Regions from separate parts of the Mus musculus genome. Here regions 1, 2, 3, 4, 5 and 7 are each linked to region 6. The links are chromatin contacts, called in public HiChIP or PLAC-seq, Micro-C and promoter capture Hi-C maps. All regions are on one chromosome and are shown on one strand. The core of a region is the stretch at or near the end of the contact, and the rest is flanking DNA. Distances in the headings are between cores, read along the strand shown.

Region 1 (3,051 bases), core at 203-2,702, 690 kb after region 6:
GACCTGCTCCTTCAGGTCCTTCTCTCTCCCTCCTTTTCAATCTATGCACACAACACACACACACACACACACACACACACACTGCTAAGTCACAGGCACTCAAACCTATTCATGTTCCCTTGTAGCTGCCTGACACAGAGCACATTGTGACCTATGACCCCACCTGACACAGAGCACATTCTGACCTATGACCCCGCCTGACACAGAGCACATTCTGACCTATGACCCCGCCTGACACAGAGCACATTCTGACCTATGACCCCGCCTGACACAGAGCACATTGTGACCTATGACCCCGTCTGACACAGAGCACATTGTGACCTATGACCCCGCCTGACACAGAGCACATTCTGACCTATGACCCCGCCTGACACAGAGCACATTCTGACCTATGACCCCGCCTGACACAGAGCACATTCTGACCTATGACCCCGCCTGACACAGACTGCATTCTGACCTATGACCCCGCCTGACACAGAGCACATTCTGACCTATGACCCCGCCTGACACAGAGCACATTCTGACCTATGACCCTGCCTGACACAGAGCACATTCTGACCTATGACCCCGCCTGACACAGACTGCATTCTGACCTATGACCCTGCCTGACACAGATCCCATTCTGACCTCTGAAGGCACTTGGCGTAGATGCAGGCATGTCTGAGGCCTTGCCCTGCCCTGAACTCTAAATCCAGCCCCTGGAGCCCAGGACCCAGCTGGGCCTCCTGAATCTGATTTTGCTCTTGACCTATGACTGTAACAGGGCTGTACAGTCCTGGGCACGGGACTTGGAGCACAGCCTCCTCACTCACCATCCGTTGAGTCTCCAGGAGCCCTAGCAGAGTGAAGGAGAGGAAATGGAGCATTTATCTGGGGCGGGCTGGGAATCTCCATCCTCAGACACACTCTCTGCCCTGTGCGTGGGATAGCAGTCACTCAGCACTTTGGTGCTTAGAGGGACTAAAAACCAGGCACCCTGAGGCTTGAAGATAAGGCTGGCACAGAGCTGTCTTCAGAAGCCGTCTCTGAAAACAGAGGCTTCTCTATCTATGGGGGGAGCCCACAGGATAGTCCTATACCCAGCAGCTACCCAGAGAGGGCCATAGAATGTGCCAATTATATGTACTACAGCATAAGAGGATCCCTTCTGGTCTGCGACAGGGAAGCCTGTGTCTTCCAGCAACTGGCAGACCCTGGGGGAACCTAAGCAACAAGTGCTATGTCCCTGGCCCTCCTCAGAATGTGGATGGAGTTCTAGGAGTTTCTTCTGTCCCTGTGGTCTGCTGAAATCTGTCCTGAAGTGAGCAGGCCTCTGTGGGGGACATGGGGGCTGGAGCACCCTGCTGGTTGCTCTGAGAGACAGCTTGCTTTTTGTTGGTATCCATCAGCCCCTCCCTCCTCCATTCCATTACTCCAAGCAGGGAGGACAGCCAGCCGGCTGCCAGGAGCAGCTACAGCAAGAGCTTCCGTCTACCATACATCCGGGTGACACCCCAGCCCCGAGCCGCCTGCCGCAGTCACTTATCCATTCCCTAGTAAATCTTGTCCTTCCTTCTGCCAACTCCACACTCTCGTTTTACGGGCTCCCGTCCTGGTTGTTTATTAAGCACACAGGTCCAGAAAGCTGCGCCTCTTCAGATCGGGCGCACGGGGTCGTCTAGCTCTGCATAAATGGCGCTAATATGACAGATGTGATCGCAGAACAGGCTCTTGGCACAAACGATGCTGATTTACTCGCTCCATCCCCTCCCCGCAGCCTCTGCCTCTCGGGTTCTCCCCTCCAGCCCCCCACTGCAAGCAGGGAGGTGTGCAGCGCTATCCCAGGCTGTTATGACTTTGGAGGTGTGCGGCTCTATCACAGGCTATTATGACCTTCTGGGTAATGTATACATTGCACTATTACATGCTATTATGACTTTCTGGGTAATGTATACATTTTCACTACCACGCAACCCTCTCTCCTTCATTTTTCATGAGAACTGGCATGAGATTAATGACCGAGCCTCAGAAGGAGCGGAGCGCCACGCCACTCTGATTTATTGACCACTTAGCGTTGATGAAGCTGCAAACAAGAGTCAAACAGATGTTGCAGCTGCATTTTTCTTTATCAAAACCAACCGCGTTTTGCATTTTTAACCGCTTCTTATAATACCGCTGTCTCTCTTGCTCTACACAAAGGGTGCTGGCTCTGACTCTCCTTTCCCACAGAGGCAGGAGAGATGTGCACAGGGAGTGAGATCCTACAAGGCACCCAGTTCATAATGGAAGTGGCCAAATGGGGGACCCATGCCTCTTGCTCTTGGCAACTTGAGTCTCTTGGTCTCTGAGGACTAGCTCACTCCCACACCCATAATTGACACAGGACCTGTCAGACACCCTGGGTGAGCCCAGCGTGGAGGCTCCACACAAATCGCAACTCCTTCTTAGCTCCATGGTTACCTGTGACTGAGCACTGCACACTTCTGATAAGCTGTGGCCCAGGCCTTCGGTGTGAGAGCCGGTGGCAGCGAGGAGACCGTTTCTCTCCTTCCTGGTGTGGTGAAGGCTGTTGACCTGGTCTCCCTGTTCTGATCTCTGGGGAGATCAGTGACGTGGCAGCCTCTGAACTCTGCCCTTCCTCTCTCAGAAACAGAGAAGGCTGGTTGTAGGTACTCACTTCATGGGTAACTGAGGGCCCTCAAAGGGCTAAGAAGTTTGGCGCCCCTTCAAGTATCTGCTCAACCCATGGCTGTCCCCCAGCTTGAGTGCCCCTCTCCTCTCCTTTGCTCTTTCACTCTGTGACACCTTTCCACAAGCCTGGCCTGAGGTCCATCTCTCCAGGCCAAGGTTTTGCTATGAGCTGACTGAGTCTAGACCTCCCTTGCTAGGCCTTTGCAAGGGCGTCTGGCATTTCCCAACCTGTCGAGGATCTAACAAAGAAAGAAACAAGTCGGCCAGTCCCTTCCAGCTCCCTGGACAGATGCCCCTAGCCAGCTGCAGTCATGACAGGGCATACATAGCTAGAGGTATTGGCACAGCTTCTTCATGTTAACACGAGTCACAAGAGTTGCC
Region 2 (3,309 bases), core at 413-2,912, 560 kb after region 6:
GCTCAATGAGACATACAGAAGATGGCTAGGCTGAGTCACACATGACCAGGAGGGAGGCAGATCTTCCTGTCTCTGCACTTCCCTCTCCATCCTCACAACCGGGGTGACCCTGACAGTGGCCTAGATCTCAGTGCTTCTGGTCCACAAAGCTGCAGTCTACCAGCTAGAAAGGTTAGGCTCCTGTGTGTGCATTTATCAAAGCACCAGGCTTGACAGCTTTGTCCTACAGATTCAGTATTTCTAGGCATTGCAGCGGGTATCTGGACACTACAGTAAGAGACCTTCCATGCCTACCAGATCCTAGGAACAGCTCCGACTATGAAGAGGAGAGGACAGGGAGAGGGAAAGGGGAAGAGAGGGAGGAAGAGAAAGGGGGAAGGGAGTGGCCTGGACTAAGACCTTCTCCATTCCAGGGCAAGAAGGGGTAGGGCAGAGTGAGGGAAGATATGGAAGTCAGGCCAAGAGTGACTCACTTTTGCTGAGGCCACCGGTAGCCATGCAGGTTACACAGTGGATAGACAGTCTGGCTTTCATACTTCCTTGCTGTGGAGAGTGGTGAGCCCAGCCAAGGTCACGAGGATGACCTGAGTTTCAAACCCAGGCTGAAGCGGGACCAACTGGAGGGGAAGGAGCAAACCATCCAGCAACGTGGCCAGGTCCAGCAGCTCTGGGCAGCCCCACTGGTTTTTAATAGCCCTGGCCTCAGGCAAAGGAAGGCTCTCCCAGTGCGGCCCAGGCAGGGATCTGTAGGGACCACCAGAGGGGACACCATGAGTACTACAGAGGAGGGAGACCATCTGTAGGTGACCTGTGGAAACTAAGGAAGCCTGTGTTTGCTACTGCCATGTGGGTGTCAGTCACTGAAAATACATCGCTGCTTCACCGAGCAGACCTGCCATATCGGGGCTTATGTCCCTCCTGTTTCCACTGGCAGATCCAGGTAGAACACAGCCCTGACCCACAGTCATTATCCTGGGGTGTGTAGGGGAGTTTCGAACCCAGACCCTGCTCCTGCTGTGGGCGCTCACAGGACTACCTTCCTCTGTAGATCTGTGCTGGACCAGGAGAAGCCTCTGTCCTTCACTTGGCCAGCTAGACCCCATCCACACTGAGACACACAGGCTTGGGTAGCCCCATCAGGCAGAGGCTAGGTAGGGTAGGAGGCCCACAGCTGTTTAAGGGGACGGGGCTGGAGCTGCTGGGAACTCTACTCTCCACTCTCCCAGGGTGAGAATGGATGCCTGTCCTGGCCCATGTGTTCACGCCTGACTTGGCGTGAGTCTGACTGTGTGTGTTTCTGACCTGGGCTCCCAGATGGGTTGCTTAGTGCCAGGTATTTCTTTCCCATGGGGGCCCAGCCCTGCCACCTTCTCCTCTTGTAGAGATGTTTTTGTGAACTTAAGAAAAAAATCGGGAAAAGGTCGATTCCCTCTGTCCAGCCCATTAATTCTGCATGCTCAGGCCAGAATTAACCTTGGCAAGCCTTGAGAGGAGAGAGTAATTCTAACCTTAAAAATCTGCTGATTAAAGCTGGTTTGAGGAATTCGACTCCCCGCTTAATGTCTTGGCAGGGAGCCCAGCCTCGCATTAACATAGCCACAGTCTGGCCTGGCATTTCCCCCACCTTCTTCACAAACAAAGCCTCATGACCGGTTTTAAGTAAGAATTCCTTCCCAGACTCCTGCCTGGGTGCAGCTGGGTGGCAAAGGTCCGCCTTGGTACCCAGACAGTGTCACAGGTGTTTAGCAGATGCAGTTCTGAGGCCCACCTGGAGAGGGAGCCAATCCCAGCCACTACCTTGTGCTCCCCACTCCTCACTTAGAATGGCCACTGAGGGCCTGGAGTGTGGGATTCTGTTACCCATCTCTGCTGCCCTCTAGAGGCTAGGCATGGAGGAGTGGGACAAAGAGGGCTGGCTCCCTGGAAATGGAGAGAGCCCCCAGCCCCAGAGAGCACAGAGAGCCGCATCTTGGACAGCAGTTCTCCATCTCTCTGGTCATTCTTTGTCTAAATGCGTAAAACCCACATGGGATGCTGTCCACAGGGGTGGTAGACCAAGAAGAGCCTGTGGAAATCCATTGTCTGTGTGAGAAACTCTGGACACCTAACACAGACAGGATGGGGGAATAAAGAGCAGAAAGCTTGCTTCATATCCAGAGAGGGAGGAGAGGAACAGAGGGGAGATGTCTAGCTGTCACCAATACAAACCACTGGCACGATCAAGATCAGTTCCCACCACTTGACAAGTCTACAAGAAATGAGTCTGAGCAATGCACTTTGATGAGAAAAAGGACATTTTACTTTATTTATTTATTATTTATGTCTTGTAGCTTTGCAAGTATTTGTAATAGAAATGGCAAGGCTATATTGAAATTGGTTGGAGATACAAACCCCTGATGGCTGGGTGAGACCACACACACACACACACACACACACACACACACACACACACACACGGGGTAGCTCCTGCTGACCACAGGACAAGCAGGGCCAGGCAGCCTGATGCATCCACAAGGGGAAGAGCAAAGACCGTGTTCCTCCCACGTGGGGCCAAAGGCCCATGTGCCAGGACAGGCTGCTAAGGCTGAGAAAATGACACCTCCAGCATCCATCTGGCTCTGCAGAGCAAACAAACGGGCCAGGGCTGAGAGTGACAGGAACCATGTGCTCGCCCATGGATCCCCGGAGGGTGGGAGAACATTTGGGCGAGGGTGGCTAAGTACCCGGACTTCACCCCAGAAGGAGGCAGAATGGAAGCAGCAGATTGTAGGGCCAAGATGATCTCGGGACAGATGTGCACGCCCACTGTGGCCTGGTCATCCCTGACCAGAGCTTCACAGCTGGAAACAATGCCCACTGCACATCCAAATTTACCTTATTATCCGTTTTTAGCCATTACTCTATTTTATGCCCATTAATTTATTAATCTTGGAAACCACCACCAACCCCCAGCACAATAAAGTCAGAGCTCTGGGAATTTTATTTATGTCTTTGAACATGATTTTTATGCCTTCTTATCTAAAACTTCATTTAATCTTTATCGCACTCCTCACTCATGCGATCCTTAGGCTGACGGGGCTTTACCGGGGCGGTTTCTCTCACAAGCACAGTGTCTCCCACGGGTTGGGAGCTCAGGTGAAGGAGGTGGGTGCTGCTGGGGCTGGTGCCAGAGTCAGGACTGCTATGCCCGTGCTGTCATCCTGAGACTGTGCAGTCTGCCCCACCTACACCCCGCACCGCGCTGGCCCCGCCCCCAGTGCCTGCTCCTAACCTCATGCAGTCTCCACCCTCCCACTCCCCTGCCCCCAA
Region 3 (3,371 bases), core at 274-2,773, 950 kb after region 6:
GGCATGAGCCACCAAGCCCAACACCCTCTGTGGATCTTGAAGCTCACATCTGACAAGCTGTCCTGGTCTTCTTTCTGTCACTCCAGCTTTCCGTACCTTCAAAGCTGAAGGGGCTGGCTCTGTCTTTTCCCTTTGCACATAGTGAAGAACCAGTCCATTCCACAACTCCTAAAGCAGTTGCCCAAGTTTTATTGTATATATACATGACTTAGCAATTTTTAAGAATTAAACTACTCCTACTGTAAGAATTTCCAGTTTGAAGCTGGGCGTGGTGGCACACGCCTTTAATCCCAGCATTCGGGAGGCAGAGGCAGGCGGATTTCTGAGTTCGAGGCCAGCCTGGTCTACAAAGTGAGTTCCAGGACAGCCAGGGCTACACAGAGAAACCCTGTCTCGAAAAACCAAAAAAAAAAAAAAAAAAAAAAAAAGAATTTCCAGTTTATAAGATTTCCAATATGAACCTATGATGGAGGTCAGCCAATGTATGTGAGGTATTCAATCTCCATATAGGAAGGAAAGCAAGTTTATATCCTGTCGGGGGTTTGTATAAAAAGTACTGAGACTTGCCAAACGAGCTGGCTTTCTCTGAGGTGGGTACAGATAGGACCAGGTGAGGGTGGGTCTCCCTCCTGTAAGCTGAAAGATAACTATTAAAAACTCAGGAGAGAGCCGGTGGGAGGGCTCGACAGGTAAGGGTGCTTGCCACACACCGGAGGATTTGAGTTCCATCCGAGACCTTGTAGTAAAGAAAGAACACACTAAGGCGAGTGGTCTTCTGTGAGTTTCCACGTGCACCCTTTGGCACAGGTTGAGATGCACACACAGTAACTGTCAACCCAGAAGTGTAAAAAGCTGAAATAAAATGAGATAATTAAATAATTTATCTTATCGTAGATGATAGCATTGCTCCAACCCGAGGGTGCAGTAGGACATTTTATTATTTGTGTGCATATGAGTGCAGTGCCCGTGGAGGTCAGAAGATGGCATTAGATCCTCAGGATCCGGAGTTAGGCAGTGGTGAGTCTCCCCAAATGGATGCTGGGAACCGAACCTGGGTCCTTTGCAAAACCAGCAAGAGCTCTTAAAGCTTGACACCGTCCTGTGACCCAGGGGACAGGGTGACCAGGCCTAGCTGGGAGGGACAGGCCTGGGATGACGTGGAACGAAGACTAGCAGGCCAGGGGCAAATAGAGGGGATGTCACAGTAAGGGGCAAGAAAGGCAAACGGTCCACAAAAACCGTAATGTAAGACGGCTTCCAAAAATGACTGAACTTCAGCCTGTGAATTCGCATGTGCTAGGATTACAAGTGTGGGGTTCAGGCTGTAGCCCAGCCAGGCCTCAAACTCGGAACCACTATCAACTTAAACGTCGAAGAGGCAGAGAGGGGCAATTGCGCAGGCGCCCGCAGGGTGGGCGGTACCGTTGTCTGGGGGCGAGATGGTACAAGCGCTGCGCAGCCGCAGTAGCCTCTATTCGCTCCTCCCCCCACCCCCACCCCGGGGCCTGGGCTCAGCCGGACATGACGCAGGCCGAGGCGGAAGCGAGGGGTTGTGCGCAGCCTCAGTGCGGGTGGCGCGCATGCGTGCTGGGTACACGTCGGGTGCGAGGTTCCTGCGGACTAGCGGTGGCTTCGCGTGGGTGGAGGAGGCGCGGCTGCAGGTCAGCGCCCTGGGGCTAGAGGCCGGGCTGTGATCCGCCCGCTGCCCCGGAGGGTCCCGGCTGGGCGGGCTGGGGGCAGCGGCCGCAGTGCATGCCGGGCCAGGCTCTGCACAGCATCCTCCGGGTTGGAGCGAGCGCAGTTACTGGAAGGCTTGACCAAAGTTGTGATGCGTGGGGAGCGTGCAGGGAAAGCACGCGGAAAGTGCCTCCGAGTGGCGGCTAGCTGTTCCCGGCCGCAGCAGGGCTGACCTCCTAAAGAGATAGTCCATCTTTATTAATCATTAGCAGTGTGGTCAGAGATTTAGCACCTTTGGACTCCCCCAACCCGGTCCTGACATTTTAGCAGTTTATTGGAACATCAACAACAAGAACAAAACCTTCGAAATTTACAAGTTGGTTTTTTACCAGTGAAATTGTGGATTTGGGGTTTTTTGTTTTGCTTTGCTTTTTTGTTTTGGTTTGGGTTTTTTGAGACAGGGTTTCTCTGTAACCCTGGCTATCATGGAACTCACGCTGTAGACCAGGCTGGCCTCGAACTCACAGATAGATACTCCTGTCTCTGTCTCTTCCTCCCAAGCGCTGAGACTAAAGGTGTGCGCTCGACTCGCTCCCCCTCCCCTCCCCTTCTCTCTTTCTCTTATTTCTCTTATTCTTTTCCTTCCCTCCCTCCCTCCTTCAGAGTATTTTAAGAAAACCAGCCTCTCCACAGTGTGACTGATATGCAGGGCCCGTTATGTGACCTGTCTTCGTTAGAGATTGGTCCTAAGAAAGCACAGTAAGGGAAAATGCAAAGAATACTAGCACACATTGGCAATCCCACATTTATTATTTTTTTTAAAGGATTTAGATTTTGGTTGGTTGGTGTTTGTTTGTTTGTTTGTTTGTTTTTCGAGACAGGATTTCTCTGTATAGCCCTGGCTGTCCTGGAACTCACTTTGTAGACCAGGCTGGCCTCGAACTCAGAACTCCACCTGCCTCTGCCTCCCGAGTGCTGGGATTAAAGGCATGCAAGGATTTAATTTTGATGTATCAGCATTCTGCTTGCATATATGTATGTGCAGAGGCCAGAAGAGGGCGCTGTATCCCCTGGACCTGGAGATGCAGACAATTGGGAGCAGCCCTGTGGGTGCTGGGAACTAAACCTTGATCCAGTGCTCTTAGCCACAGACTACCCACCCCAGCCACCCTGTTTTCATCCCGGGATTAGAGTGCTGAAACTCTGCCATGTGAACCAGTTTTAATCTAAGCTGCTTGCTTCCATGGATCCCAACCTGTCACACAGAAGTTATTTACTCTGCGTGAACAGATGGTTGTTACAGAGGCAACATTTTGAACACTTTTTTTTCCTGTTTTTTTAAGTCTTTAAGAAATAGAAATGGCTTCCAAAAGAGCTCTGGTCATCCTGGCCAAAGGAGCAGAGGAGATGGAGACAGTGATTCCTGTGGATGTCATGCGGCGAGCCGGGGTGAGTTCCCCTCATGGGCTAGCTCTCCCTGTTTTAAAAACGAGGGGACTCCAAGTCACTTTTATTTGTTTAATGTTGTGTGTGAGCTGCATCCCGTGGTGCAGATGTGGCGGTCAGGGGCTGTGCGCTGTCTTCCGTGTTAGCCTGGGCTCCCCACTCTGTGTTTATGTGACACGGTGAGCATGGGATGCACTCAGGTTTGCCAGGCTCACCCTGAGCATTTCCTCACTCAGACCTGGCAGCAG
Region 4 (3,378 bases), core at 728-3,227, 650 kb after region 6:
AAAGATCCAGGAGGGCAGCACATCTGCAGGAGATGCTCAAAGGGATCGGATGAGAACAGACCTGAGCTAAGGGGCTACAGGACTTGGATGCGAATGTGTAGGCAAGAGAGATACAGGTGCTCAATGAGCTGCGCAGACCAAAAGCAGACAGCCTTGAAGGAGGAGGAATCGTGCCCCAGGGTGGCCAGGTCATATAGAATAAAGGCTAGAGAATGTAGTTCATCCTTGGAAACTGGGAGGTACTGCCTGTCAGTCACCTCTCATTATCCCAAGACCCCTGGCCCCAGGACCTTGTCCATTTCACCCTTGTCTGGTTCAGCATGAGGCTGAGCCTTCGGCCAGCACCCATGCCCCGCAACACCCCAGACACATAAACCTTGAAGGGTTGGAAGACAGGTCAGAGGGGGCAGTTCCCAGGCAAGCAAGATTTCAAAGATAGGTGGGCCCGGTGTAAAGAAGCTGAAATGGGGGTCAAGAGTTTGATGTTACGAGGAGGGAAGCTTCTCTCGTAGCCAGGGATCCTGAGTGTGGACACCACCCTGCCACAGAGACATCTTGGGAGAAGCCAAGGATGTCTGCAGCTACATTAAAGCAGGCACACGCATGGCTTGCATTGTCAATAATCCCAAGAAATTAGGGACTGTGCCTGGCTCACCTGCCTGAGACTTGTTCCTTTTGGGAAGGAGTCTTGTTTAGACTCCACAAGAACCGGCTGTATCCTACAGGGTCCAGTCTCAACCATGGGCATAGTCTATAGTTTGGGAGCTTTCAAACCTCACCAGCTATCATCGCCACCAACCAACATCACCACACACACACACACACACACACACACACACACACCGCCTTTGCCATGGCCAACTGACCATTTGAAGGACCAGCAGATTGGCAGTGGGTGGGTTGGATCTCCCCTGTGGCCTGACAGCAGACATCCTGGGCCCATCGCCCTCCCAGTACCCATGGCTAGCACAGTCTTTGGAAATCCAGAGGACTCTGCAACCAGAAGTCTCCGCTCTGCTGCCTGACAGGAACTTCCCCCAGTGACCGAGGGGTCATAACCATGTGACACTCCATCTCTTCTGTGTGCCACAGCCTCCCTCCCACCTTACTGAGCTTGGCATATTGACAAAGAAGAACTGCCTAACAAATGATTTGTCCCAATAGGCCGGGCCAGCTTGATAGAGGAGACCCCACCACCCTCCAAGTGTCTGATGTAGGCAGGGACATCAGAGTCTCAAAGAAATGTCAGAAAGACAACAGGACTCCAAGAGCTCCGTGCTGTGCTGGGTCTCTGGCTCATGGGACCAAGTTTTTTCCAAGCCATCTTGGCTGTCTGTCCTGGGAATGCTACACCCCTTTAATGAAGGGGAAATTAGAGTACCCTGGGGAGCTTGTTGACCAAAAGTGTCTTTGATATATCAGGCTGAGTCTGTGATGTCCCTGTCCCTGAGATGTCCCCCACCCCCAGACAAGCATCACAAAGAGCAGAAAAGCCCCCAGCTCAGAAATTGTCAATCGTTTCCTGGCAAGGGTCACCTGCATCCACCTCCAGCACTACAGGAGAAAGGGGACACAAATGCCTAAGTGTGTCCCCCTTCCCCACCACTCTGCTCATCCAGACACCAGGCCCCACATCTACCTAGGTCAAGGAAGCAGCCTCCAGCCAAGGGTGGCTGAAGGACACCAGGGAATCTAGATGGCATATCCCACATTTACTGCAGAGAATTTGGGGCCCGCCAGGGTTGAGTGTGTCATCTGTCATGCCTGGATGCTGGCTTCTGCAGGGCTCTGCTTCCCACTCCCAGAAGGGGTGCATCTGTCCTGCCTAGGCACTGTGCTCAGGGATCCGTCTCAATCCAATTACGGCAAGCGCGGGGTGTGCGTCCACGGTGAGCCCACAGCCTCCCCTCTGCTCTCTCCTCAGGAGCTCAGCACAGGAGCTCTTTCTGAGTCATTTAGGGCCCTCTTCTCTTTCTTCCCATTTTGATGATGTTTCTAAATTATGCATTAAACTTATCTGGGTGAGCAATGCCTCACGGCTCCCGTGTCAGACCGAGTGCCGCCGACGCGTTGCTGTTCTGTGTTTACGTGGTTGAGGACGGAGAGCCTTTCCTGCCCATTTATTTTTGAATTAGGGTTTAAAGATGAGTACTCGGGATGGGGTGAGGCCTCAGGGACCCTGTGCACTTCGGTTCTGAAAGACCTGAGTCATGTTTGGCAGCTGCCATGTCTGGGGTCCACTGTGTGAGGATTCCAGATGACAGTGGCTGGTGCACATCGCCCCAAGGGAAGGCATCTCTGGAAACAGAAAAGTCCTTGCCTCCAAAACTAGCAATGGTTGTTCAGGAAGGGAATATAATGGTTCTGCCCCAGCCTCCTCCTAAGCCTGCACGTGGTAGCTTCTACCCTGGGCAACAGATCCCGGATGCCTTGCTAAGATCTGCTTCTGGTGTTCATCCAGTCGCTCAAATCTTTGTGGCAACTTCTATGCTGCAGAGTAGGACTAGGCAGCCTGCGAGTGACTATCAACTCTGCCCTGGCCTCTGGGGCTCAGATCTCACAGAATGGCACAGGGCAAGCACCCAGCCCAGGCAGGCCTCAGTGTCCTCGGGCATCTGTGGCCAGTACAGTTCATCTGGGAACCCAGAGCAACCATCAGTCTCTTCCCTTGCTGTCTGATGGGAGTTGCCCCCAGTAGCCCAGAGGCTAACATGACCACAGGACACCAGTTGGCTCTGCCTAACCACTTCCGGTACTGTCTCCTTATTTCAGAAAGGCATTGAAAGGTGGGCACATACAGTTTGAATCCAGTAGATCCCAGACCTTGGGCTCTCAAGCCTCATGCAGCATACCTGCCCCTAAATCCAGGTCAGGAGACTGAGTATGCCCTGGCCACGCTGACGCCCTGCAGTGCCCTCATTAGCAGGGTAATCCCAAGTTTATCCCTAGCAGGTACGCCCAGACAGATGCCAATAACATGGCTCTTCCAGTAGGTACCAGCCCCTGCCCACAGTCTTCAGGCAGGAGTTTCACAGATAAGGATATGAGGAACCATTTATCATATCAATAAACTTGCACCCAGCACTCTCTGTCTTCCATAATGAAATGGGGATACAATCGCCATGTTATTGAGCACCAGGGCAACCCCGTACCGGGCACTTATTATTTTCTGCCGCGATCAGGGAAGACTGATCGAGCTCAGATAAGTACAGCTTAAAATTGAAAACCAAGCAATTTACCTTCAATAACTCCCTGGGATCCTGTGCAGCCAGAGACAGTTAAGGAGAAATAGACTCCCTTCCCATGTTAAGTGTTTCCCATTAACATTTGATTCTGCCTCCTTGGAAGATTAGGGCTTGGCTGGGGGTGCGGGGGGAG
Region 5 (3,152 bases), core at 554-3,053, 780 kb after region 6:
CCCGGATCCACTGTGCCCCAAGCGAAGAGCCAACCACAGACAGCTGGATGGCCCAGTGGCAGAGGGAGGCCATGAGCCCTCCAGAAATACCCAAAGGAGTCACTGTCATTGCGAGCACCAATCCAGGTACAGATTCACAAGGGTTTCATCTCGGAACTTGCCGGCTCCCCATTGGCTGTCTGCAGCTTCCCTTAGAAGAGTCTGTAGGAAACATTTAAGGGTTTGGTGGGAGGGGGCTACTTATTGCTTCTGATTTTCCTTTAAAAGTAGTGCTCCTCCCAATATGGAAAGTCTGTTTGTACAGGAAACGAATCCTTTTGGCGGAGGATTGTCTGAGCAGTCTAGGCTGCTAGGGAGTATTTATACCTCAGGAACATGCCTTGCGCTCCAGCTTCGCCCTCCTTATCTCCCAGGCATAAAGTGTTAATTCTTTAGGGATTCCTACTTTCATCACCTGACCTGACTGTCCTTTCTACTGTACTTTTCAGAGCTGAGAAGACCTCGGTCTGAACCCTCTAATTACTACAGCACTGAGGGCCACAAAGATTATCCGGCTCCCAAAAAGCATAAATTGAACCCCGAGTCCTTCCAGGCAAGGCAGGAGAAGCTGCTCTGCACTGCACTGAGTCTGGAGCAGCCAAATATCAGGAAGCAGAGCCCTAGGTCTAAGCAGCCTTCCCCCGAGACAATCAGCCCCAGTGAAGGAGTGAGGGAGTACAGCCGGGAAGCCGCCCCTCCCACTCCAGAGACTGCAGCATCCCAAGCGTCTGCATCTCAGCCTGTAGTAAAGTGGAGTGCCAAAGATCTTTACATTGGTGTGTCTACAGTACAGGTGACTGGAAATCCGAAGGGGACCAGTGTAGTAAAGGACGCGGCGCCTTCACAGGTGCGCCCGAGGGAACCAATGAGCGTCCTGATGTTGGCTAACAGAGAGGTGGTGAATACAGAGATGGGGGCCTACCGGGATAGGACAGAGCACGAGGATTGCCCCCAGCCCATGGATGATATTCAGGTAAGGCTGCTCAGGTAAGCCTGCAGAAGCAGCCCCGAACATCACGGCTCAGTTCTGAAAGTCGTGTAGTCTTTACACCCCCCCCCCCCCCACACACACACACCTGCCCGTCCCCATCCCAGGAAGAGTCACAGTCTGGTCTTGCTCAGGTGGACGTGGAGTTATCTGCTTTCCTGGAACCACATTTTCCTTCTGTGAATTAGGCACCGTGAGTAGGGCCTGACCACAGGCCCTTAACAAAGCCCTCCCTCCAGTACCAGCCTCTTGAGAACTAAACTTATGACACTAATAATTAGTGCCCTGCTTCCTCGCATCCGGGATGGCAGCTTTGCTCTTTGAGGTACTGGTTATAATAGAGTCAAGGCCCTAAAAATAGCCAGCAAGGAAGCCTGCAGACAGGATTTGGATTATCTGAGTGACTTTGACTAGCACGGCCGTCATCTAGCCATTGTGAAGGGCATCTGTGGCTTGAGGCTCACATGGCATGTAGTGAAATACCTCCAGGGCTAATAACTGACTGCCCTTGTAATGAACGTAGGAAGCAGAGTCCTCTGAGGGCACTAAAGTTGTCATAGACTAAACAAAGCACCAGGCTACTAGACAAAAATCCATCAACTCAGATATGCAGAAGCAGTCAGAAGGGGCAACCAGACAGCATGGTTTTCTATGCTCTACTCCTCAGCCTCTGTTTCCAGGTTCTTGTTGAAGCATCGCAAAACAAAAGGAAAGATATAGAGCACCTCCCACCCGCCTAACAGGGTGATGCTGGGGTGGGAAGGCCACACTCCTGCCAGCTCATCCTGGAGAGGTGTATCTGCTGAGTCATGCTTGAGCATTGCACCCTGGGGGAACTCTTTGGTTTTCTGTGACAAACAAAAAGCCTGCGTGTGTATTAGCAGTATAGCCTCTGCTCCTGGTGGACAGCAGACCCCACCACTGATTTACCATCAACCATATAGCCAGGATGATGCCTGCCTGGTTAAATCAAATGATACTGTTTGGGCTTTGCACGTGTTGGGCAAACACTCTCCACTGGGCACAATCCTCAGCCCCTTTTCAATTTTATCTAGAGACGTGATCTCATTAAGTTCCCTGGCTGGTGTCAAACCTCCAACTTCAGCCTCTCAAGTAGCTAGAGTTAGAGATGCGTCCCATCACACCCAGCCTAAGTCCAATAATGTTGTAGACAAAAGGCTGGTAAGGTTTTTTTTGTTTTGTTTTCTGTAAAGAGCCAGGTGGTGACTATTCTCCAGCTTTGTGGCTCATACAGAAACTGTTATAGCCTTGGATCTGCCTTAAGAGCACGAAAGGAACTGTAGACAAAGTTAAAGGGATGAGCAGAGCTGCGACGTGGTAAAACTCGCATCACACAAACTGGCAGCTGGCTCTGCTCGGCCTGCTACAGTCTGCCTAGTCCTCGGTGTGGACCATTCCTGCTGGCACCAGTGGTGGCTACTTTCCTGCTTGGCATGACGAAACCAGCTAAGCGGGGCAGGGGACATTTCTGGTTCAGTTTGAGGGTACAACGCTGGCATTGTGCTGGGGGAGGCAGGGCAGCAGGAGCGTGAGGCGCCTGCTCTGTGCCAAGCAGTCGGCAAGGAGCTGGTTGCTGGTGCTCTTGGCTTTCTGCTTATTCAGCCCGTGCCCCCAGCCCTTGGGGTGACAATGTCTGCTCAGGGTAGATCTTCTCTTCTTAGTTAAACCTTATGGAAACACTGTCATAGATAGTTGTTCATTGAGGAAATTTTATCTTAGACATTTAAAATAGGAGGGTTTTTTTTGGGTGGGGTCAGATTTTTAGATTGTAAAATCTACTTTAGTCAACTATAGATAGTTGTCCGACTGTCAGAAAAGTCTTAGGTCAGCTCTGCTTCCTGCATCAACTCTCGGTGTCCCCACCGCACCATCCACCCAGATCTGATTCCATTCCCAGAACTTTGCCTTTCTGAAAGCTTCATCTAACTGAGATGTAGTCTTCTATGTGTTAAGTGTTGTAGTGACTAGAATACCTGGTATAGGACGGGTTAAAGAGTTTATGGCCTTGGAAGGGCATGGCAGGGCCCACTGAGTGTGCTCAGGAACCAGAACTGGAGCTCTGCCTTCAAAGGCCCCTGCCTACCAGTGTGTGTCTTACACTCCT
Region 6 (3,184 bases), core at 377-2,876:
CCTGGTTGTTAAAAATTTCGCCTTTTTTTTTGAGGCTCATAAAATTAAAGTTTGTTGAAGAATGAGTATACAATACAAAACATTCTTTTGGGACATCTTTATTTTTGGAACAACCTAAGCAATTCTCAACGGTGACCATCATAAGAAGACCACACGTTGTTAGGATTGGCACAGACTGGCTTTGACGATCAATCCTAACGCCAAAACACTCGATCGACTTTTCAGTGTTTCTGCTAGTAGCAAACGGAGAGAGAGAGAAAAAAATGTTGAGGAATCAAACAGTGCAAGTTTACAGAGAGGATCTGGAGCTCAGCTGCTTTTCATTAAAGTGCATTCTCCTTCCTTCCCTCCCGCTTCCCTTCAGTGCACCTGCAGAATCCCTGCATGGTGTTTGCCCTCCCTCTTCTCCTTCCCTTTTATTTTTCTATGTGCGGAATTCCTGCACTCTGCCCTTCCCCTCCCTCTCTCCTTCCATCCTTTCCTCTATTTTCTGGCCACGTTCAGAGCCCCTGATTTCTCTCGAGAAGGCGCAGTACTTTGCAGCTCTTCTGGCCCGGGCTTGTGTCTGCAGGGCGTGCGAATCTCTCCGGTGTGGACCTACAGGCAGGAGAGCTGCGCGGAGCTGCGGCTGGAACCCGACCGAAGCGCCGGGAGCCCGGGAGGGATTGGCTAGGCTAGCCGAGGTCGAGCGTTCCGAGCCCTAGATCCGCGGCTGCAGCCTGGGACAGGCACCTATGACTCATCGGCTCCGCCGGTCACATGGGCAACGTGACCAAAATAAAGTTTCAGTATTTTAAGCCGCTAGAAAAGGGGACAGAGGAGCGCAAGGCAGGCGGGAGCGTAGGGTGGCCGCGGGGACGCTGCGCCGGCCGAGGGGGCGGGGCTGAGGCCAGGAAGGGGCGGGATTTGGCCGAGGGGCGTGGTCTGCCGGGAGGTGCGCCCCTCCCCCGTGTCGGGCAGCGACGCCCCGACTCTCGGCTAAACGGTTCGGGAACGCTGTGAACCGGCACGCCTCGGTGCCTTACGTATCCCTCCGGCAGGGCCGCCCCCCGCCAGCGCCGCAGGCTGCGGGATCCCGGAGATCCCAGCGTGTCCTCCGAAGACACCGGGACCCCCACGCGCCAGCAGCGGCTTCCCCGGGAACGTCCTTCAGCTCCCGGAGCACGCGGGAAAAGCCCCAGCACACCAATGAGCGAGCGCCTTCCTCATGACGGTCACGCTGGGGGGCGGGGCTTCCCACAGCCGTTCCCGAGTTCCGGGAACCCCCTTTGATTGGTCTGGACGGCTTGGGAAACACTGTAGTGACGTCCAATCAAAACACCACGTCTCGGCCTCGAGGAAATATTCCGTGTCAGCCTCATCCTGATTGGGCCATCCTTTCGACCTCTGTCCACTAGGAAGCTTTGTTTAGGTCTGGAGGGCGGGTTTTCCCGGGAGTGGGTGGGGAGGGGGCGTTGATTCCAGGCCAATCACTTTAGTCGGTGCGGTGGTGATCAGCCAATGGACAGGGTGGATAGGACGCTCCTCCCGGAGAGTAGTGAGACCCCTGGTGCGGTCCGATTGGTCGCGGGAGCCGTGACTGGCAGACGCACCAACCAGTGGGCGCTGTGCGTGGGCCGCGGGGCGGGGCCAGGGCGGGTGCGCGGCGGCGGCGGGGTGGCTGGGCCGGCGGCGGCGGCGGTACGAGGCGCGCGCTCGGGGTCCCGGTCGCGAGGAGGAGGAGGATGTGGCGCGCGGAGGGGAAATGGCTGCCGAAAACAAGCCGGAAGGTGAGAGCCGGAGCGTGAGGGCCCGGGGCTGTCAGGGTGGCGGCGACACGGCGAGCCCGGGGCCGCGCCGGACATCCCGGGCATCGGCGGCGCGGGGCGCGAGCGCGGGGGCGCGGCGGGCGCGGGGAGGGCGCCGGCGGGGTGGGGGGGGCGGAGCGCGGCCGAGTCCTGAGGTGACTCGCGGGCCGGCCGAGCGGGGCGCCCCGCACCCAGCCCCGGGGGCGGCAGGCCGGGGCGGGGGGCGCGCGGGGCGGGGGCCGGGCCCAGCGAGGAGGAGGAGAAGCCGCGACGCCTCCCGCACCCGGCCCGGGGCATCCCCGCCGTGTCGGTCGGGGTGTCAGGGGGCCGCGGGGCGGAAAGTTTCCCGGGCCGCGGGGGCTCGCGGGCACCGGTGCCGGCGGCCGTAGCGGCGTCAGGGCCGGACGTTCCCCTCCACAGCCCCCCTCGGGCCGCGCGGCGCCTCCTAGCGCCGGCGTGGGGGGTGTCCCCGCGCGGGTCCCCGCCAGGGGGCCCCCCTCGTGCCGAGCGCCCCTCGGCCGAGGCCCCGGGCGACCCCTCCCCCAGCAGGGCCGGGGTCCTCGCGCGGCCTCCCCGCCCCTCACAGCATGCTCTTCCACACTTGCCCTTGCACCCTCACTACCGGGAGGGTGGGGTCTCCACACTGCCATGCCCTTTACCTTCCGTGACCCCGATCCTCTCCGAGCACTGAGGGTTCCGTGTCAGCCTGTCCCCTTTTTGAGGGGACTCTCGTGGGGCCGCGGAGCCTCTGCACGCTGGGTTAATCTTTTTTTTTTTTTTTGGCCAGGACAAGGGGACTCGGGGCTACCCATGTTCTTCCTTCTTAGCTCACCCAGTGGCTTGTGGGGCCCTGTGCAGCTCTGAAGTCATTTCTAAATAGGCAGGCAGACACTTCTTCCAGATCTGTACTCTTTCCGTACACTTTCCTGGGTTAGGGTGAGCTCATTTCCTGAACACCCTTCGAGTTGCCCTCTTTCTTGTTGGGAAAACCGGACGCTCCAATGCTCCTCTCCCTAGCTGTCTGCCTCTCTCCTTGGAGTTCCCTGTCTGGGCCAGGGTGGGCGCCCCAGTAAGATGTAGGGCAGGCAGGACTTCCGATGTGCCTACCACTTGAGTGTAAGGGACCTCAGTACTTGTTTCTTGCAGGAAAAGAAGGATCTATTGCTTCCCGTTCACTCTTGGATCTTAGGGGGCACCCTTCACCAGTTAACACTATCCCACTGGGAAAAGGGTCCAGTGCCCTTGAATTTGGTGTTCTGATTCCTGTCTTCTGAGCAGAAAGAACCAGACTTTATGCATCCCACTCTCAAGAAGTCTTTGAATCTTTCTTGGAAATAAACTTCCCAATTCTTCTTTTTTTTTTTTTTTTCTGAGAGAACTCAGACCCTCCTTATGGC
Region 7 (3,463 bases), core at 783-3,282, 640 kb after region 6:
TTAACCGAAGTAAACAGATCTGCAAAGGCACCATTTCCAAGCGAGGTTGCATCCGGAGGCTCCGACCAACATGAACTAGAGAGATTTACTCTTTCCCCTGCCCTGTGCCTTGAGCTGGCAACCTTCTTGCCACACCCTGGTCATCCTATGTCCTCCACTCCCATAGCTACTTGGGGCTCAACGTTCTCTGGGACCTGAGGTTCCAACTGGCCTTCGCTTAGGCCCAGCCAGATTCTGCCATGTCACATATATAGGGCCATCAAGGGGCATATAAGATCCAACCTGGGAGTCTGGATCCCGGCCAGCTCCATCTCTCTCCCACAGCCTCAGTCACTGACAGAACTGCATGCCTGCCAGCTCTCACCCAGCTGGGACAGCCCGGGACATGAGTGTCCCCAGCCACCCTCTTGATGGCTCCGTATTTTCTAGAAAAGCACATGTAGCATGTGGTTTTGGGTTTTGGTTTTGGTTTTGTTTTGTTTTTGTTTTTCATCATTTTAATTTTTTCTTGCAGAAGCGAAGCACTTTGTAGACATATGGTGGAATTCAGTGGGAACATGGTTTCTGCTCCCAAGGCTCTGCCCAGGGCTTGAATGGCTACATAGTATCTTTGAGTTTGCTATGTTTCTGATTGATTCCAACTTAGACATAGGATACTGAGATGGAACCCTGCCCTGGGAGCTGCAGCCATGGAGTCTGTGCAATCTGGTAGGAAGGGCTCACCGGGGGATATTTGAGTGTCTGGGCTGCCAGCAAGCGCCTCTTCTGTCTGAATCTGGATCTGAAAAGAAAGAAATGGAGTCCAGGAGACCCAATGAGGGTTCCGCAAAGGACAGAGACAGGCGAATGAGCTTGACCCCTCTCCCTCCCCCCTCCCCTTCTCCCTCCCTCCCTCTCCCTCTCCCTCCCCCTCCTCTCTGTTCTCCCCTCTCCTCTCTCTGTTCTCCCATTTTCTCTCTCTGTTCTCCCCTCTCTGTTCTCCCCCCTACCCTCTCTGTTCTCCCCTCTCCTCCCTCTCCCCTCTCCCCACCTCTGTTCTCCCCCCTACCCTCTCTGTTCTCCCCTCTGCTCCCTCTCCCCTCTCTGCTCTCCACTGAGTTCTGGGACTCAGAATATGGGAATGAAGAACCCTGGGCCCCAGCCTAGCATAGCAGGCCCCTCCCACTTGTCCAGAGCACAGGTCTCAGCAGCTCGTACAGTGGCTTTCCTGGCTTCAGGGCGGGATAGCGGAGCAGCTTCCTTCCTCAGGGAAGCCTTCAAACACAGTAAAGATGCGCTTAGCTTCCAGAGAGGCCCTGTAGTGGCAGCCACCAGGGCCGATGGGCATCAAGTGCGGAGAAAGGACACTTGGCCACATCCTGTCCCCAAGACATAACATATAATATGGAGCTTTCCCCTCTGTGTGGCCTGGGGTAGGGGAGGCAGGGTGATTCACCTGACCCTGCCTGGCCTGGGTTAGTCAGGCCAGACTTCTATCCACAAGAGTCCGTCCATCCACCATGACAGGAGGCTACAAAATCGAAGGATTTGGGCAGCTGCAGCCATTAAGATGAAAGTCGCACTAATGACTCAACCGTTCTTCAGTTCTGATATCTTAATTTAATTGGATCTTTTTTAATTAAGAAAAAGAGCTGTAATCCTGCAAGCACCGAGCTGTTGCTTTTCTGTGGGAGACCTTAAAGGCCTGGGCCCCTGCTTCATCCCTGTTGTCAAAGGCCAGGGTAAAGTAGGGCCTGGTGTCAAAGAATAGGAAGCAAGCAGCCACCTAGGGAGATCTAAGACCACCGTGCCAGGGTCAGGGAGTGTCAGCTGGCACCAATGGTAATGTCTGCTTCATTGTGGTTCTGCCTCCACACATTGAGGGCGGGCCCCAGTCAGCCCTCCTGCGGCCATGGCAAGCCTCTGCCATGTCCCCCACCCTGACATCACTTTGTCATGTCCCTTCACTCACGAGCCTTGTCCTCTTCAAGGACAGCGGCCTCCCCGCCCCATTCTGGCCAGGACTGGCAGGGCAGGCAGCTGGGGGCAGTCTGCCTGCCTACCCCTCCCTCTGCCTGCCGCCCTCCCGCTGGGCTCCCACAGCCCTGCGCTGCTTGGTGAGAGTGATGGATGGTTTACCAATAGAAGTGGAATGAAGTTTTAATAGTCTCAGATTAAAGGATCAGGGAGCGGAGGGGGCAGCCAGCCCAGCTGCATGCTTCAGATTTTCACAGGGGGCAAAGTTTGGAGCTCAGTGGACCTGTTCAGGCCGCAGATCAGTTTATTTTGGGGGGGGGGGAGGAGGACGCAGGCACTGAGCAAGGTGATTCCATTGACCAAGGCCCTCCATGACAGGTGAACACTCACAGCCTTGGGAGGGAGGGGCCCAGAGCCTGCCCCTAAGATCATCGTGCCTTCAATGAGGCAACTCTGTGGCTACACCTACATTCTATGAGTGTTTCCTCCTCAATCCAGCACTGGGGAGATGAAGGGCAGTGCTCAGGTTCCCCTCCTGGAGGAGAATTCCAAAAGAGATCCCAAGTCAGTTTCCAGAACACCTCTGCATTTTTTAAATGAGAAACTCGTTCCGCGTTCTTGAGAATTCTTTGCCAAGGAAATGTTTACTTCCTTCAGAAACATGTGTGCCTCAGGGAGCCTGAGGCAGGAGGCTGACCTAAATGGGATGGATATCCACCTTCAATATGGCGACTCCTCTCTCCTGGTCATCCCTACTGCGGGTTAAAGGGATTCTGGCTGTGTCTCTAAGGACAAGTGAAACAGAAGGCCCTAGTCCCACCCAACTTCTTAGAGGCCCTGAGGTGGCTCTGCCTATTTTCTGCAGGCCCCACTGTCCCTGGTTCTCTGAAGTCCCCTAAGACATTGGTCCATGCTCACCCGCTGAGCTCAGGGCTGGGGACTGAGCTGAATATAAGAATGGCCTGCAGCGGACCTGAAGTGACATGGGCAAGATGTCCTTGTCCCCTCTAGGTGAGAAGAGACCATCTGTGCTCCTTTTAGGCCACACGATGCACAGGCAACTGGGCCACGGATATGACCCACGCCCCCAAACCAGCTATGACATGAAGTCCGCTGGACCGGACACAGGTCATCAGGGGTGAGTTGTGAGGGTTTGTGCTTCGAGATCTCTGGGTTGAAGTACATCATCTACTTGAAGATGCATTGTCAGCAAGCTTGGGACCCCATCTGCCCGATAAGAAAATGACCTAAGGGCATTCCTATGAGTGAATAAAGCCATAGCAAGTGGTACCTGGGGTGGGCAGCTCAATGAGGCAGAGGATGGAAAAAGGCTGAGAGAAGGCTGGCCACCAGAGGGAGATGGATAGCATCCTTACTGTAGCCCAAGCCTTCTAAGACCATCACCCAAGAGAACTGGAGACTCCGTGACACGTGGTTCAGACTTTAAGAGCGGCTGCAGGCACTGGAAACAGGCCCTCCTCACTCCTGGTGTGACTCTGGACATGGC

Evidence for each region. Promoter capture Hi-C pulls out the DNA fragments that hold promoters and counts their contacts. A called contact is a pair of places that touch in the nucleus more often than the background predicts. HiChIP or PLAC-seq counts read pairs in DNA pulled down with a chosen protein or histone mark.
Region 1: an H3K4me3 HiChIP or PLAC-seq map of stem cell-derived neural progenitor cells shows a contact between it and region 6, with 15 read pairs. The contact joins the enhancer-like site here to the promoter of Camta1 in region 6. A contact is called at or near these places in 4 of 39 promoter capture datasets (the 3T3-L1 cell line, embryonic stem cells and liver), 1 of 15 datasets of contacts at CTCF or cohesin (the NIH/3T3 cell line), 8 of 484 Hi-C or Micro-C datasets (the N1E-115 cell line, cardiomyocytes, cerebellum and 4 more), 16 of 115 datasets of contacts at active chromatin or transcription factors (the NIH/3T3 cell line, VIP interneurons, astrocytes and 11 more) and 1 of 9 other capture datasets (embryonic stem cells).
Region 2: a contact with region 6 is called in an H3K27ac HiChIP or PLAC-seq map of the NIH/3T3 cell line, with 8 times the contacts expected there. The contact joins the enhancer-like site here to the promoter of Camta1 in region 6. A contact is called at or near these places in 4 of 39 promoter capture datasets (the 3T3-L1 cell line, embryonic stem cells and hippocampal neurons), 2 of 15 datasets of contacts at CTCF or cohesin (the NIH/3T3 cell line and stem cell-derived epiblast-like cells), 6 of 484 Hi-C or Micro-C datasets (adipose-derived mesenchymal stem cells, brain, cerebral cortex and 3 more), 13 of 115 datasets of contacts at active chromatin or transcription factors (the NIH/3T3 cell line, cardiomyocytes, craniofacial prominence and 8 more) and 1 of 9 other capture datasets (embryonic stem cells).
Region 3: a Micro-C map of embryonic stem cells shows a contact between it and region 6, with 4 times the contacts expected there. The contact joins the promoter of Park7 here to the promoter of Camta1 in region 6. A contact is called at or near these places in 3 of 39 promoter capture datasets (the C10 cell line, embryonic stem cells and pre-B cells), 5 of 484 Hi-C or Micro-C datasets (the G1E-ER4 cell line, embryonic stem cells and erythroblasts) and 2 of 115 datasets of contacts at active chromatin or transcription factors (astrocytes and forebrain).
Region 4: a promoter capture Hi-C map of hippocampal neurons shows a contact between it and region 6, with 8 times the contacts expected there. The contact joins the enhancer-like site here to the promoter of Camta1 in region 6. A contact is called at or near these places in 1 of 39 promoter capture datasets (hippocampal neurons), 13 of 115 datasets of contacts at active chromatin or transcription factors (SST interneurons, cardiomyocytes, embryonic basal ganglia and 8 more) and 1 of 9 other capture datasets (embryonic stem cells).
Region 5: an H3K4me3 HiChIP or PLAC-seq map of embryonic stem cells shows a contact between it and region 6, with 7 times the contacts expected there. The contact joins the enhancer-like site here to the promoter of Camta1 in region 6. A contact is called at or near these places in 4 of 39 promoter capture datasets (the 3T3-L1 cell line, embryonic stem cells, hippocampal neurons and 1 more), 3 of 15 datasets of contacts at CTCF or cohesin (the NIH/3T3 cell line, large pre-B cells and pro-B cells), 9 of 484 Hi-C or Micro-C datasets (the C10 cell line, the G1E-ER4 cell line, adipose-derived mesenchymal stem cells and 3 more), 10 of 115 datasets of contacts at active chromatin or transcription factors (the 230-238 cell line, the SCID.adh cell line, T-cell acute lymphoblastic leukemia and 6 more) and 1 of 9 other capture datasets (embryonic stem cells).
Region 7: a contact with region 6 is called in an H3K27ac HiChIP or PLAC-seq map of embryonic stem cells, with 4 times the contacts expected there. The contact joins the enhancer-like site here to the promoter of Camta1 in region 6. A contact is called at or near these places in 1 of 39 promoter capture datasets (embryonic stem cells), 1 of 15 datasets of contacts at CTCF or cohesin (pro-B cells), 1 of 484 Hi-C or Micro-C datasets (embryonic stem cells), 15 of 115 datasets of contacts at active chromatin or transcription factors (SST interneurons, differentiating embryonic stem cells, embryonic basal ganglia and 9 more) and 1 of 9 other capture datasets (embryonic stem cells).

Annotation. Positions count from the first base shown.
Region 1 is chr4:151,169,357-151,172,407 of GRCm38.p6, reverse strand. The region is part of intron 6 of Camta1 (calmodulin binding transcription activator 1); the gene reads left to right. The region is part of intron 2 of Gm52711 (a long non-coding RNA gene); the gene reads right to left. Among named protein-coding and RNA genes, the nearest start is that of Gm52711, 12 kb to the right of the region's middle. Within about 2 kb of position 1,452, at least 15 of the 459 cell types and tissues checked have an H3K27ac peak or open chromatin away from gene starts, as enhancers often do. A contact at or near this core is called in stem cell-derived neural progenitor cells, where this site is marked.
Region 2 is chr4:151,300,819-151,304,127 of GRCm38.p6, reverse strand. All of the region lies in intron 5 of Camta1 (calmodulin binding transcription activator 1), which reads left to right. Among named protein-coding and RNA genes, the nearest start is that of Gm45960, 79 kb to the right of the region's middle. Within about 2 kb of position 1,662, at least 43 of the 459 cell types and tissues checked have an H3K27ac peak or open chromatin away from gene starts, as enhancers often do. A contact at or near this core is called in the NIH/3T3 cell line, embryonic fibroblasts and stem cell-derived neural progenitor cells, where this site is marked.
Region 3 is chr4:150,908,073-150,911,443 of GRCm38.p6, reverse strand. It overlaps Park7 (Parkinson disease (autosomal recessive, early onset) 7), which reads left to right and starts at 1,523. Exons shown (of 7, transcript NM_020569.3): 1 at 1,523-1,661; 2 at 3,021-3,126. The coding sequence starts at 3,037.
Region 4 is chr4:151,206,205-151,209,582 of GRCm38.p6, reverse strand. The region is part of intron 6 of Camta1 (calmodulin binding transcription activator 1); the gene reads left to right. Among named protein-coding and RNA genes, the nearest start is that of Gm30422, 8.0 kb to the left of the region's middle. Within about 2 kb of position 1,977, at least 6 of the 459 cell types and tissues checked have an H3K27ac peak or open chromatin away from gene starts, as enhancers often do. A contact at or near this core is called in hippocampal neurons, where this site is marked.
Region 5 is chr4:151,081,537-151,084,688 of GRCm38.p6, reverse strand. Camta1 (calmodulin binding transcription activator 1) reads left to right here. Exons shown (of 24, transcript NM_001081557.3): 15 at 1-126; 16 at 489-1,012. Among named protein-coding and RNA genes, the nearest start is that of Gm13090, 6.5 kb to the left of the region's middle. Within about 2 kb of position 1,803, at least 27 of the 459 cell types and tissues checked have an H3K27ac peak or open chromatin away from gene starts, as enhancers often do. A contact at or near this core is called in embryonic stem cells, where this site is marked.
Region 6 is chr4:151,860,210-151,863,393 of GRCm38.p6, reverse strand. It overlaps Camta1 (calmodulin binding transcription activator 1), which reads left to right and starts at 1,626. Exons shown (of 24, transcript NM_001081557.3): 1 at 1,626-1,769. The coding sequence starts at 1,725. All of the region lies in intron 2 of Gm42357 (a long non-coding RNA gene), which reads right to left. 9230110K08Rik (a long non-coding RNA gene) reads right to left here and starts at 1,650. Exons shown (of 2, transcript XR_390981.3): 1 at 537-1,650; 2 at 83-230.
Region 7 is chr4:151,225,125-151,228,587 of GRCm38.p6, reverse strand. All of the region lies in intron 6 of Camta1 (calmodulin binding transcription activator 1), which reads left to right. It overlaps Gm45960 (a long non-coding RNA gene), which reads right to left. Exons shown (of 2, transcript XR_003955320.1): 1 at 3,248-3,463; 2 at 502-781. Among named protein-coding and RNA genes, the nearest start is that of Gm45960, 3.7 kb to the right of the region's middle. Within about 2 kb of position 2,032, at least 4 of the 459 cell types and tissues checked have an H3K27ac peak or open chromatin away from gene starts, as enhancers often do.